Regions from separate parts of the Cricetulus griseus genome. Here region 1 is linked to region 2. The links are chromatin contacts, called in public Micro-C maps. All regions are on one chromosome and are shown on one strand. Each heading gives the region's core, a stretch centred on a gene start, on an enhancer-like site or on the middle of the called end of the contact. The rest is flanking DNA. Distances are from core to core; before and after follow the strand shown.

The links. A called contact is a pair of places that touch in the nucleus more often than the background predicts.
Region 1: a Micro-C map of the CHO-K1 cell line shows a contact between it and region 2, with 2.3 times the contacts expected there. The contact joins two enhancer-like sites. A contact is called at or near these places in 2 of 8 Hi-C or Micro-C datasets (both in the CHO-K1 cell line).

Annotation. Positions count from the first base shown.
Region 1 is chr2:275,128,831-275,134,189 of CriGri-PICRH-1.0, forward strand. The region is part of intron 3 of Aig1 (androgen-induced gene 1 protein); the gene reads left to right. Among named protein-coding and RNA genes, the nearest start is that of Aig1, 77 kb to the left of the region's middle. Within about 2 kb of position 3,196, at least 2 of the 6 cell types and tissues checked have open chromatin away from gene starts, as enhancers often do. A contact at or near this core is called in the CHO-K1 cell line, where this site is marked.
Region 2 is chr2:274,961,332-274,967,522 of CriGri-PICRH-1.0, forward strand. No RefSeq gene overlaps it. Among named protein-coding and RNA genes, the nearest start is that of Aig1, 90 kb to the right of the region's middle. Within about 2 kb of position 3,695, at least 6 of the 6 cell types and tissues checked have open chromatin away from gene starts, as enhancers often do. A contact at or near this core is called in the CHO-K1 cell line, where this site is marked.

The sequences.
Region 1 (5,359 bases), core at 1,946-4,445, 170 kb after region 2:
AGCTCAAGTCTTCCATAATCGTCATTTTAGAGTTCTCCAAGTAAGTCATGCAGATGAGCAAAAGATCAAAATTATGCATTGTGATTGTCAATCACACAACTGCTCACTTTATACCAAAACATATTTAAACCGGTGATGCTGCTGAGTGTGGGGGCACATACCTGAACCCAACACTTGGAAGGAGGTGACCAGATCACAAGGAGCTTGAGGTCATCCTTTGCTTAATAGAGTTCAGTGCCAGCATAGGTTACATGAAACCATGTCTCAGAGAAACAAAAGCAAGCCAGCAGGCAGGCAGGCAAGCAAGCAAACAACACATTCACAAAAACCACAGCCATTATCTTGAGGTCAAACTGGGTGTTTTTTCATAAAGTTCTGCTGAGGATAATATGCTAGGCTGTTTCCCACAGTTTGGATGCTGGAAGTTCAGGTCAGGATGCCATCATGGTTAGGACCTGATAAGGGCACTTTTCTGGGTTCCAGACCATTTTTTTTTCACTGTGCCTTCAAATGGCTAAAGGTGCAAAAGTTTCCCTCAGCCCTTTTATAAGGCTATTAATCCCCTTCACCAGTGTACTGCCCTCATGACCTCATCGCCACCAAGGTTGTGCCTAACATGTTTGAGAGAACACAATGTTTATAATTCTTCAGGAGAGCATAAGGAAAGGGAGGCGGAGAACACCAGAACTTCTGGTATTTGATGTCACACACCATAGATCAGAAAAGCCAAGAGGCACAATAAAAAGAAAAGGTCCAAGCAGTGAAATTTAATGGTACAGTTTCTGTGCTCAGGTGCCCGATGACCTCCGAAATCCCACTTCCTTTCTTGTTCTGTTGATATTTTCATTATCTCTTTAGTAAATATTTTAGGTATTAGGGAAGAAGGGTTCTTATTGTTATTCAAAGGAGTCAAATAGTACTTGACATTGAAAGCCATATTCAGAATTTCACTATTATAGGCTTTTTAGACTCGTGAAATGGTTTATATACACACACAAGTAAATTGTAAAGCAGTTTTTGTTGTGCATATTTGTGTGTGTGTGTGTGTGTGTGTGTGTGTTGTAAGAGGTACTATGTGAGTATGTGTTTGTAGAGGAAATGCTTGTCATTACTCAAGCTGTTCACCTTGGTTTTTGAGATAGGGCCTCATGCTTGCCTGGAAGCTCACCATGGCGCCATCTCCTGCATCCTCGTAGGGACTTATTGAAAGGCTTCTTTTCACATCTTTGCTCAGGTCCAAACTGAACAGGAGCCTCCTTCCCAAAGCTGTTCTAACATGGTGGTGACTCTTTGTCCTCTCTGCTTTTATATCTTGTCATTGGGAACTTGCTGAGGTTTCAGGCATCTACTGGGGTGTTGGAGAATAAACCACATGTAGGGTGCTACTGTATCTGTCAGATGTTTTCTTCATTTGCATTTATGCCAATACAGATGGTTAAAAAATATATGATCCCTACTGCAATCTCATTTCCTTTAGAAGCCAGGTCCATCAGTAGCGATCTACACAACATCCTTTCTTTTTCTGAGTCATTAGTTTGGATTCCTGTTGGCCCAGGCATCATCTACATAAGAGCTCACAGATTCTGAAAAGACTTGCATACCCCCTGTGCTTTTTAAACATGGTTTTGAAGCAGGTTTCAGTACCTTTGGATTTGTCTCTGTAGCATCCTTGAAGTTCAAGGAAAGATACTTGTGGAATAAAAACAAAGAGGTAAGCCATCTTGGTGACCTCTGGAGTTAAACTGGATGTAAGTGTGGTGGCAAAGAGACAAATGTGTAAGTAGAAACACCCAGCCACACTCAACTCTAATGGGCTGGTTGACAACATGGCTTCTTTGCCTTGGTTTCTAGGGGACTAATATACTGGCACTCTGTCTAGATTTTAGGAAAAATGAATTAATATTACCACTTATTAAAGATTAAATGTATACTATATGTGTCACTTGCTATTAATCCTTAAAAATATTTATGGAGTTCAATGGTCTGTAACTAATTAGAGACTGCAGTTAACAGGGGATATGGGTTTCCTCTGTTACATGAAACAAAATATAAATCTTTTATATAACTCTATTTCCCTTAGAAAGGGTTTTTCTTTTACTTGTCAGAGGGATTTTTAAAGTTTTATTTTATTTTCTTGGATCCCACTCTTTTCCATAAATCCTATAAGCAGAATTACAATGAAGTGAGTCATGGTCATAACGCTGTTTTGGAGGTTCTCCTGCCAATTCAGCTTAGACTAGAGGAGATTTTCAAGGAAAGTATGCTTGGGAAAGCCTGGGTAGGAAGAGGAGTGAAAGAAAGGTGAGAATAAGGAAACAGGGAAGAGAGAAAAGGAGGGAAGGAAGCAAGCAAGGAAGGGGAAGGAAAGAAAACATTTTGCTTTAGATCCTGTTTTTTTTTTTTTAAACTTAATGGCAATATAGAGGTGAAGCTTTTATTTTAGTGATATGTACTAGGCAGCCTTGAAGTACAAATGAGTTAAGTCTCAGAATTGTGTGTGTGTGTCTGTTTGAGTGCATGCATACACTAGTACTTATAACTCAAAATAGTTTCCCCACAAAACTTTTGTTATATAATAAGTGATAATTTTTAAGGCTAGCTTTATCCATCCTTTCCATTCTGTCTAAAGGTGAATCATTTTGGGCATTAGCAATGCTGAACAGTAGATGTGAAACCTGGTAGACGTGAAGCATCAAATCAATAACATCAGTCATTGCAATCCCTAGAATCTTGCAACTTGAACACTGGCAGAGGAGTGGAAACAGATGTGATCTGGGGAGCCGGAGGCTCTTCAGATACCTCGTGTGGTTATTTGAGAGTGTCAATCAAGGGAGCAGCTGTGCATGGCCACCGAAAGTGGCCACTCCAGTGAGTCCTCAAAACCTGTGATTCATTTCCTCCTACTGTAAATCTTGATGGGAGAGATACCTTCTGCTAGAGTCTAGCAGGTAGATAGTACTTGCCATTCATGCTATCAGACAAAGCAGGAAGCCCCATTCTCCCTGTGAGATTTATGCTCAGTGAGCGGAAAGGAGTGCAATCACATGATTAGGATTGTGATTCATCTATCTCCTCGAAAAAAGCCATTGCAAGAACATTAGGATTCACACCGATTTGCAAGGGCTCATGACAACACATCTCAGATGCAGCTGGTGAGTGAAGAGGACCTGCTGTGAATCAGCTACTCTGCCTCTACGTGGGGGTATCCCCGTATGATTTCTATGAGCCGCTCCCAGATGTTTTCATGACACACCCAACATGTCACAGAGTGCCATAGGAACAAGTTTGTTCCACCTAGTCATGCTGACAGGGGAGAAGCTTTCCTGTAAAAAGTACTGTTCCAGGGTCATTAGGAAGTGGGTGTCACTCAGAGAAGGCAGAGGAGTCATAGTAAGGACCAGCATATTTATGGGGATCAGATAGCCCCCCTCTGCCTGGGACCGTTCTGGGTGCTGATGTGGTTCCTTTTAGGGAGAATGAAAAATGAACATTCTGAGGAGGGAGGACTGAAGCCTGTGGTGATAAGTCTGAACCACTGAAACTGGGAATGTTGAATGATAAGAGCAATTTCCATTTATGCTGAGATTAGGGAACTTTAATCCAGTGTAACTAAACGTGGAGGGAAAGGTGGTTAGAAAATTAAGGAGAGGCTCTGATCTACGAGAGTCCTGTCACCAAAAAGAGGTTTGGGGTTTATCTTTCAAGAAACAAGAGGCTAGTGAAAGTCTTGCATGAGCAAGATATTTGGATATGTGTGTGTGGTAGACAGATAGGACGTGAAAGGGAAGGTGACCCCATCCTACAAACTGCATGTGTGGTGTTGGAAACAGCACAGAAACATGGTCCTCCTCAAACTGACCTGCAAAGGGGGGAAGCCCTAGGCTCACCCAGGGCAGCCAACTATACTCTCTTGTCCTGGCCAAAGGGATGCAGTTTTATCCTACCAGCTGACAGGGTTGTGAGAAAGTTTTGAGCAAGTGGAAGATGGTTCAGACAATCTTTCCAAGACTTCGTCCTCCAGGATTGAAGGGGAAGAACTGAAGAGAGCAGCCAGGGTTGGAGAAGGGAGAGAAGGTTAAGCATGGAGCCTTGGCTAGTGCCCACACTAGGGGAGGGTGGCAGAGGAGCTAGTGAAGGGAGACTAGGACGGGGTCTTTGCAGGGACGAAGGACTATCTCTGGGAGAAGGTCCCAAGAAAACTAAGAAGAGGAGCATTTCCAGAAAAAGCGAGCCACCTGGGATACAAAGGCACAGCTGCTTGCATGCCTGCTAAGCAGAGTCCAGTGACTACAAAGAAAGGAGCCAGGAAAACAGAGTCGGTGCAGACAGCAGACAGAAATCAATGAAAAAAAAAAAAAAAAAGATCTCCTCAGTATGTGCGCACACTCGTGTGTGTGTGTGTGTGTGTGTGTGTGTGTGTGTGTGTGTTTCCAGAACTGACCAATTTGGGATTCACATAAGTCAGAAACTGTGAACGGAAGCTTTGAATAATCCTTGTCCTTTGAAGTTTCCAGTCTGTGATTTAGATCTTGAGGAACCTTGAGAATTTCTAACGATGTGCTGCTGGAGATCAACCACTTGTTTTTATGGAGATTCAAAAGGTGGGAAATAAATGAAACAGGACTCAATTTGGTGAATTTGTTCTCTGGCCACAAGTTCTGTACAGATGCTGGGCAAGGGTCCAGGTTTTTGTTATTCTTCAAGGTATATATAGGCATGTAGGAACCATGAGGCAATTGGAAGTTCCTGGCAGGCGTGTCACAGTGGGCTAAGCACTGCTTCTTTTCACCAATTTCTCTGATCCTATTGGCAATTAAAAGGCAAGAGAAAGAAAGAAAGAAAGAAAGAAAGAAAGAAAGAAAGAAAGAAAGAAAGAACGAAAGACAGAGAAAGAAAGACAGAGAAAGAAAGAAAGAAAGAGAAAGAAAGAGAGGAAAGAATGAAATGAAAACTTCAGGAACATAGATTGTTTTTGAGTTTAGACAAGTTGTTATGGTTACCTGCATAGCTTCATTGCTTTATTAATGTGTAATTCCCTTCATTTCTGGAAACATCATCATTGTGAAGCATAATAGACATCAGACTCTTAGCAAGTTTCTCCAGTGTGGCTCGGAGACTCTGACAGCAGTTGTGATGAATGTGTGTGGTTGGGAGCCACCAGTGTGTTGCAGGCCCAGGATCTAGAACATCACCATTTAGGAAAAGAGAACTTGAAATTAATAACTCTTAAAAGTTCAGATGTTCTCCAGCAAAGCATTTCTTTTTTTAACTATAAGAAAATAATCTAAGAATTGAATCTTTTTGTAACTAAACATTTTAGTGTTTTGTATATGAAAACCGCCTTTTAAATTAATAACAT
Region 2 (6,191 bases), core at 2,445-4,944:
CCATCAATTTTCACCGATTTAATCTTAAGCAAGTTCATATACAATAAGTTGTATATAAATAATAAAGTCAATCTGATAAAATACAATCACTGGAATGCACCACAGATGCCGCTAAGCAATTTTGTGTTATACACCATCTATTCTCAACGCAATCAACAATCTCAGACAATTTTCAAAAGATTCAGCGTTGTGATACTGTATTTTTCTGTACATGAGAAATATAGTGCCTATTTCAAGCCTAGTGGTCCTACAGATTATGACACTTGAAGCACACTGTCATTGTATGGATATTGGCAACTCCCTCTCCTCTCAGAATAAAAATGCAGTTATAATCCAGTACCATGACTCCTTAGGGCTCCACCAAAATTTTCTCTTAGCAATAAAATATTATTTCCACCTTACTCACAAGCAAAGCATTTCTGTCTTGATTAAACTTCTGGACCTATATCCTAAAACTCAAACCCTACATGCTCATTATACAATCCTCTTGGGTAATGTGTAAAATTTTATCTTGGCATGCCTATAAGACATATAAGCAATCAGACATTTGCAAACCCTTACACATATTTATCCATAATAATATATGCACATATTTAAAATAACTTGGTTTGCTCAAGGACAAATAGTATCATTGTATCAGTACAGGAAATGTGTCTAATAAAGTTCCATGGGCTTTTTTAGGGGGACAGGTCACTACAAATTTAATTAGTATGAATCTTTTTAATATTTCAAGTAATTCCTGGGTTTGATTATTCAGGCAAAAGAAACTGTGCTGAAGAGAAAAAAAATCAATAGCCCTCGATGAGGGCTCTGAGTTGGCTTAACAAAAAAACAAAAAAGTCCTCCTGTGAGTGGAAGAAAGTACCAATATAGTTTTAAAATAAATTGAGTTATTTTTAAAATGGCAGAAAGGGAAGGAGGAAAAAAATCAGTTCAATTTTTCTGTTATAATGAAAGTACCGGAAGCAAGCCTCTCTGTGTTCATTTTGGGCCTAAATAACTGTGCAGAGCATAAGGGTTTTGCAATGTCAGTTGCACACACAGCTTCCTGTGTGAATTCTAAGCCATTACAGGTGTCCTGGGGTTTCTAGTGTAACCTATTATCAAGAGATTCCTCTGGTCGCCTCCGTGCTAGCCCACTCTACCCGCCAGCCTAAGCACGTTACTGCGGGGCCCCTCCATGCGTCCTTATTACAGACCCTTGCTCTTCGCTCCATCTCTGAGGTGAGAGCGCCCACTTTCCCTTGGCGAAGCAAGTCAAAAGCTTTCGCATTCGGAGGACTAGTTCCTGCAGTCCTTTGCACTTACATGCTTCCAAGCAGGCAAGTGATGAACCGCTAAAAGAAACACTCCTTTCCCTGGGTCTCTCCCCACTGGGAGCCGCATCCCCAAAGCAACACGCAGACAGAGACCCTTTCCGACCTTCTAGCTCCCACACAGGGTGAGCCTGGAGGGTCGGGGTCGCATTTGCTCCTGTTCTCTGCTGCACTGGGTATGTTATGTAAGAGGGACAGGACGCGGGAGGCACATGCGTATAAAGCGCACTGATCTGTGATAACAGCTGGGATGGCAGGGCAGATCTGGAGTCGCCACACACACACACACCAAATACGACAGACACCACACACACACACACACACACACACACACACACACACACACACACACACACACACACACAGAGCTGTTTTCCTGTCTTAGTCCTACCAGTACCAGATGCACAGAATGGAAAGGGGGGGGGGTTGGGGGTGAAGGGAGGTGAGAGGTGCGACAGCAGCAGCACATCTGCTTTGATAGCAGCCAGCAGAGCCGCCGCGGCAGAGAGCCCCTCGTTAACCCCCTTCCTGTGGCTGCACCACGTCATGGAACATTCCCGGAACGGGCCAACGTTCCACCCACTTCAGGGAACAGACATAAAGGCGCAGACCCAGCTCCTCACAGTGCACAGCCCAAACACACATGTTTCTTCCCGATCCCCCAAGCAGAAGCACAAATAAGCATGCAATCCGCCCCCACCCGTCTCCACGCGCCCGGGGCCAGCCGGCGGCGGCTGGAGCCGCTCTGCGGCCGGTGCACCCGCAAGGCGAGGGCGCCTCCGCCTGAACCTTCCATGGAGACAGTCCCCTCCTTCTTCGCTTCCTTCCTTCCTTCCTTCTCTCCTTCCTTCCTTCCTCGCTCGGGAGGAGAAAGGAGTCACCGAAATGCCCACAGCCAAAGCCTCGGCTGCGCTCGCTCGGCCGCAGGCCGGCGGCCCGGCCCTTGCCGTCCGCCCGCCCGCCCGCTCGCTCGCTCGCCCGCCTGCCCGCGCCGCCCCGGCCCCGCGCCGCGCGCGCGCCCCCTCCCCCGCTACCTGACAACGGGCCGCCGGCCGCGACAGCCGCAGCGGTGGCCGGGCGGTGCGCGCCGGTGCACGTCCCTCATTAGTAACCAGGCACATTCCTGCCTCCAGCGCTCCCGCGCGGCCCCCTCCCCCCCAGGACATTACGCAAAGCAGCCTCCCCTCATCTGCATAGATCCTCGGCCAGGGTATTCCCCGCATTTCCCAACGCGCCCGACCCCCCTCGCCGAGGTCTCCCCCCCATCCCCGCCCCCTCCGACCCTCACCCCTGGGCCACCGGGAAACCGACCGGGGTCGCGCGCCGCCGAGGGGGCGATGGAGTTGGGCGACGGCGATTTGAGGGTAAAGTGAAACAAGCTCTATCTCTGGAGCAGGCAGGAAAAACACAGCGCCGAGGCCACTTACCGAGCCGAGGAGGGACCTAGATTCCCGCCGCTCTGCTCTGCCAGCGGCCGGTGCGCCCTCCACGCACCCCCGGGCTGCACCCAGTACCCAAGAGTCGAGGCGTGGAGGGAGGCTGCTACCCAGCCAGGGGACCTTTCAAGTTGCTCGGGCTCCCGGCAAGCTTCAATGTCCAAGACTCAACTTGGCAAAGACTTATGCCACAGTCACCGGAGATGTCTCTTTTTTTCTTTCTTTCTTTTTCTTTTTCTTTTTCTTTTTGCGGAGACCCTCCTCCACCAGGGAGAGACAGCGCACGGCGGCGCCCCGCTCTCCAGCTCTCCACCCCCTCACCTCCAGCCCGCCTCCCGCCGGCCGCCAGTCTCCCGGCCGCGAACCCCTCGGGCGGCTGTCAGCTCCCGGCAGTCCGGGTGACAGCGGCCGAAGGAGGGCGCGACGCGGCGGGCGGTGGGGGGGATCCTCGCAGCCGCGGCGGCCGCTCACCTGTAAAGTCACCGCAGCGCAGGAGAAGGAAGAAGAGGAAGGAGAGGAGGGGGGGAGGAAAGCCCCCTGATGCCCTTGTTCTTGCTGCCGCGGCCGCTCCTCATCCAGGCTGAGCGTGTCTGGTGGGGGGTGTCTGGTAGCATTTCCTTAAGGACAGAGGGAGGGCGGGCGCGGAGGGAGGGAGGAGGGAGGGAGGCGATCCCCACCGCCAGCCCAGGCTCCTCTTGCCTTTATTTATATATTTATTTATTTTCGGACACTGTAAGGAGATGGAGCCGGGGCCGGGGGCCGGGGCCGCCAGGCTGGGGCTTGAGCCGCGGGGCCCGGGCCGCAGTTTGTCGGCGTGCGGGAGCCGCAGCGGCCGCCTCCCCTCCGGGCTGTGGACGCACCGGGTTATTCCTGGCAGCGCCTCCCCGAACAGAAGTTACTAGGAGGAGTGCGCGGCGAGGGCGGGCGGGGGAGAGGCGAGCGGAGGGAGGGAGGAAGAGGGAGAGACTCAGCCAGCGACGTCATCGGATCCCCCAGCGCGTCCCTGGGAGGGAGGCTGAACCAGAAAAACCAGTCTGGAGCTGGCCAGCGGGGCGAGGGATGTGCGGTGCGCCGGGCGACCCGGACTGGCCCCGTTGCGGGCTCGCGGGGAGGGAAGGTCGCGGCCTCGCTCCCCTCGCTTGGAACCGGGATCTCCCCGGAGGATCGGTATCAGCTTGCCACGCAGAAACACTGGGGCGTCTGGAGCAGTCTGAGAATTTCCTACTAGGGTGTGGAAACCTCCTCCGTGCCCATCCCCTTCCCACCCCACCCCCCCTTCCCACGTACCGGTTCCCTGCCTTCCTAGGGAAAGGAATTAGGTGATCAGTGTGCTCCTCACATTTTGCCAGGGCACCTCGCCTCTTCACCCCCGCCTCTACTCACGAGTTTGTTATCAATCGAGGGGGAAAAAAAATTATACTGCAGCCCCTGGAACTCTCAAAGTGTTTTACTAGCATTTTCCGTGCCCCGGCGGAAGCACGAAGTTTTCATGCGCTCGAAATGCCCCAATTGCTTTGCCCGGGGTCACTCCCCAGGGCGCCCCGGGTGCACCCTGCTCAGGAAGCCGCCCGCCCTCGTCGGGGTATTTAAATAGGCTGGGGCAGCGGCGCGCAGAGCAGCTGCCGGTTTCCTGGGGGCGCCTTGCGGGGAAAGGGGGCGAGCTGCCACCTCCAGCTGTGCGCTTCTGTTTCCTTGGTCCGGACTGAAATCACACCCAGCCCTGGGAGAGATGGGCGGGGCGTCGGGGGGTGGGGAGGGAATCCCAAGCGAGTAGGGGCCGGGACTCTGGCTTCCTCCCCAACCCGGCAACACCCGGGGGACACCGGGGCTCCCTCGGGCCGTTACCCAGCGTGTGTGGACTCGTGTGCACCCTCGGGGGAGGTCCCCAGGAGGTCGCTGCGCCAGAGCGCAGACACAGGCTTCTGGGCGGCGCCCGCGCCGGGAGCGCCTCCTCCGGGTGGGCAAGTCGCAGAGCCCGACCGCGCGCCACCCACCCGGGGCACCCAAGCTGCTTCTCCCAAGCCCTCTGAACCAAGAGTCCCGCGGAGCCCCGGGCCGTAGCACCCTCTCCCCACCCACTTGTCCGTGCCACCGCCCAGCCCGGGGCGGAGTAAACAAGAGACGCACAAGATTTGACCTGGCACGACCCGGCTTTCTGGCTGGGGTTCCCCCAGAGCAGGTGACTCCGTGGGAGGGGTGGAAATTAGCCTCTGGAATTCGGGCCGGAGACGAGAACTGTGGTTCTGCTATTAAGACGAGTATATCACCAATAACTGTGGGATATTTTGCGTCTCCAGTCTCAGATTTCACAGTTAACAAACGTCAAAACACAGAGGAAAAAATCGCCAACAGTCTCATTAAAAATGAATATATTAAAAGGGAAGGCCCGCCTCTTTAATGAGTTGGAGAATAACGCCTTTGGTTTCGTTTTGGTTTTGGTTTTCATTTTGACCTATAAACAGAGTATTATGAGAGTCCCCATACTGTGACAGCATTGCTGTGAAGAGCGACTCTACAAAATAAAATGATAAATGAAATAAAAATTTTAATCAGTTTTAGAAGAAGAAGATCTGGAAATATGGAATAAGTTTCACTATGTTTTTATTTTTTAAAGATGGATCTCAATTAAAATCAGGGCCTGCTTCCATTTAAGCGACTTCTTTCATTATATAAGTTCCTTGATATTCTGCCCCTTTTGTCTTAACTGGGAAATCTTAATAGAAAAAAATCTACCCGCCATCATTTTCTTTTAAATGCATGTCGTTACATTTTAAATTGTCCACTTAAAATACAAATGTTATCTTCAATTTTTTTTTTCACTTTCAAGCCCACCTGCTAAATGTGCCCAAAGCCCGTTGTACTTTATTGCTTAATAGAGAAGATTACTCGGTTTCTTTAAGAATCCAATTTCCCTTCAGCAAACACAACACAGCAGCTGCCCAAGCACTTAGAACCTGAGCAAACAGAGTAGCAGGCAGCAGTTTCCTTCGGTGGAGTGAATGTTAGTTGGAAACTTAACCACTTTTTAAAAGACTAAACTAGGTAGTGTATCGTGACTATTACGATATTCAGGTACATGGGTAGTTGATATAAGTACTTTAAAAGGAAGGTACTATCTTTCAGTGCATCAGTTATTGCTGTCTGTCTAATATGTGCAAGAATTGAGTGGTGCAAGTCACTGTGCACAGATAGCAAATCAATACTAACCATTTCAAAGCCAGATGACCATGGAACTTTCATATAAAAAAAAAAGCACTTTGGGGCTCCTGCCTGTTCCCCCCTGTAGGTCTCACTTGCCTGTGCCTTCCAAGCAAGTTTCTTATAATCCATATTACATATCTATAGCACACACATGCTGCACACAATCAGTGGATGTCTGGTTGCTTAAAAGGATGGACAGTGTGGTAGCAGAAAAAAATCTCCAAAGCTAAAGCTGGCA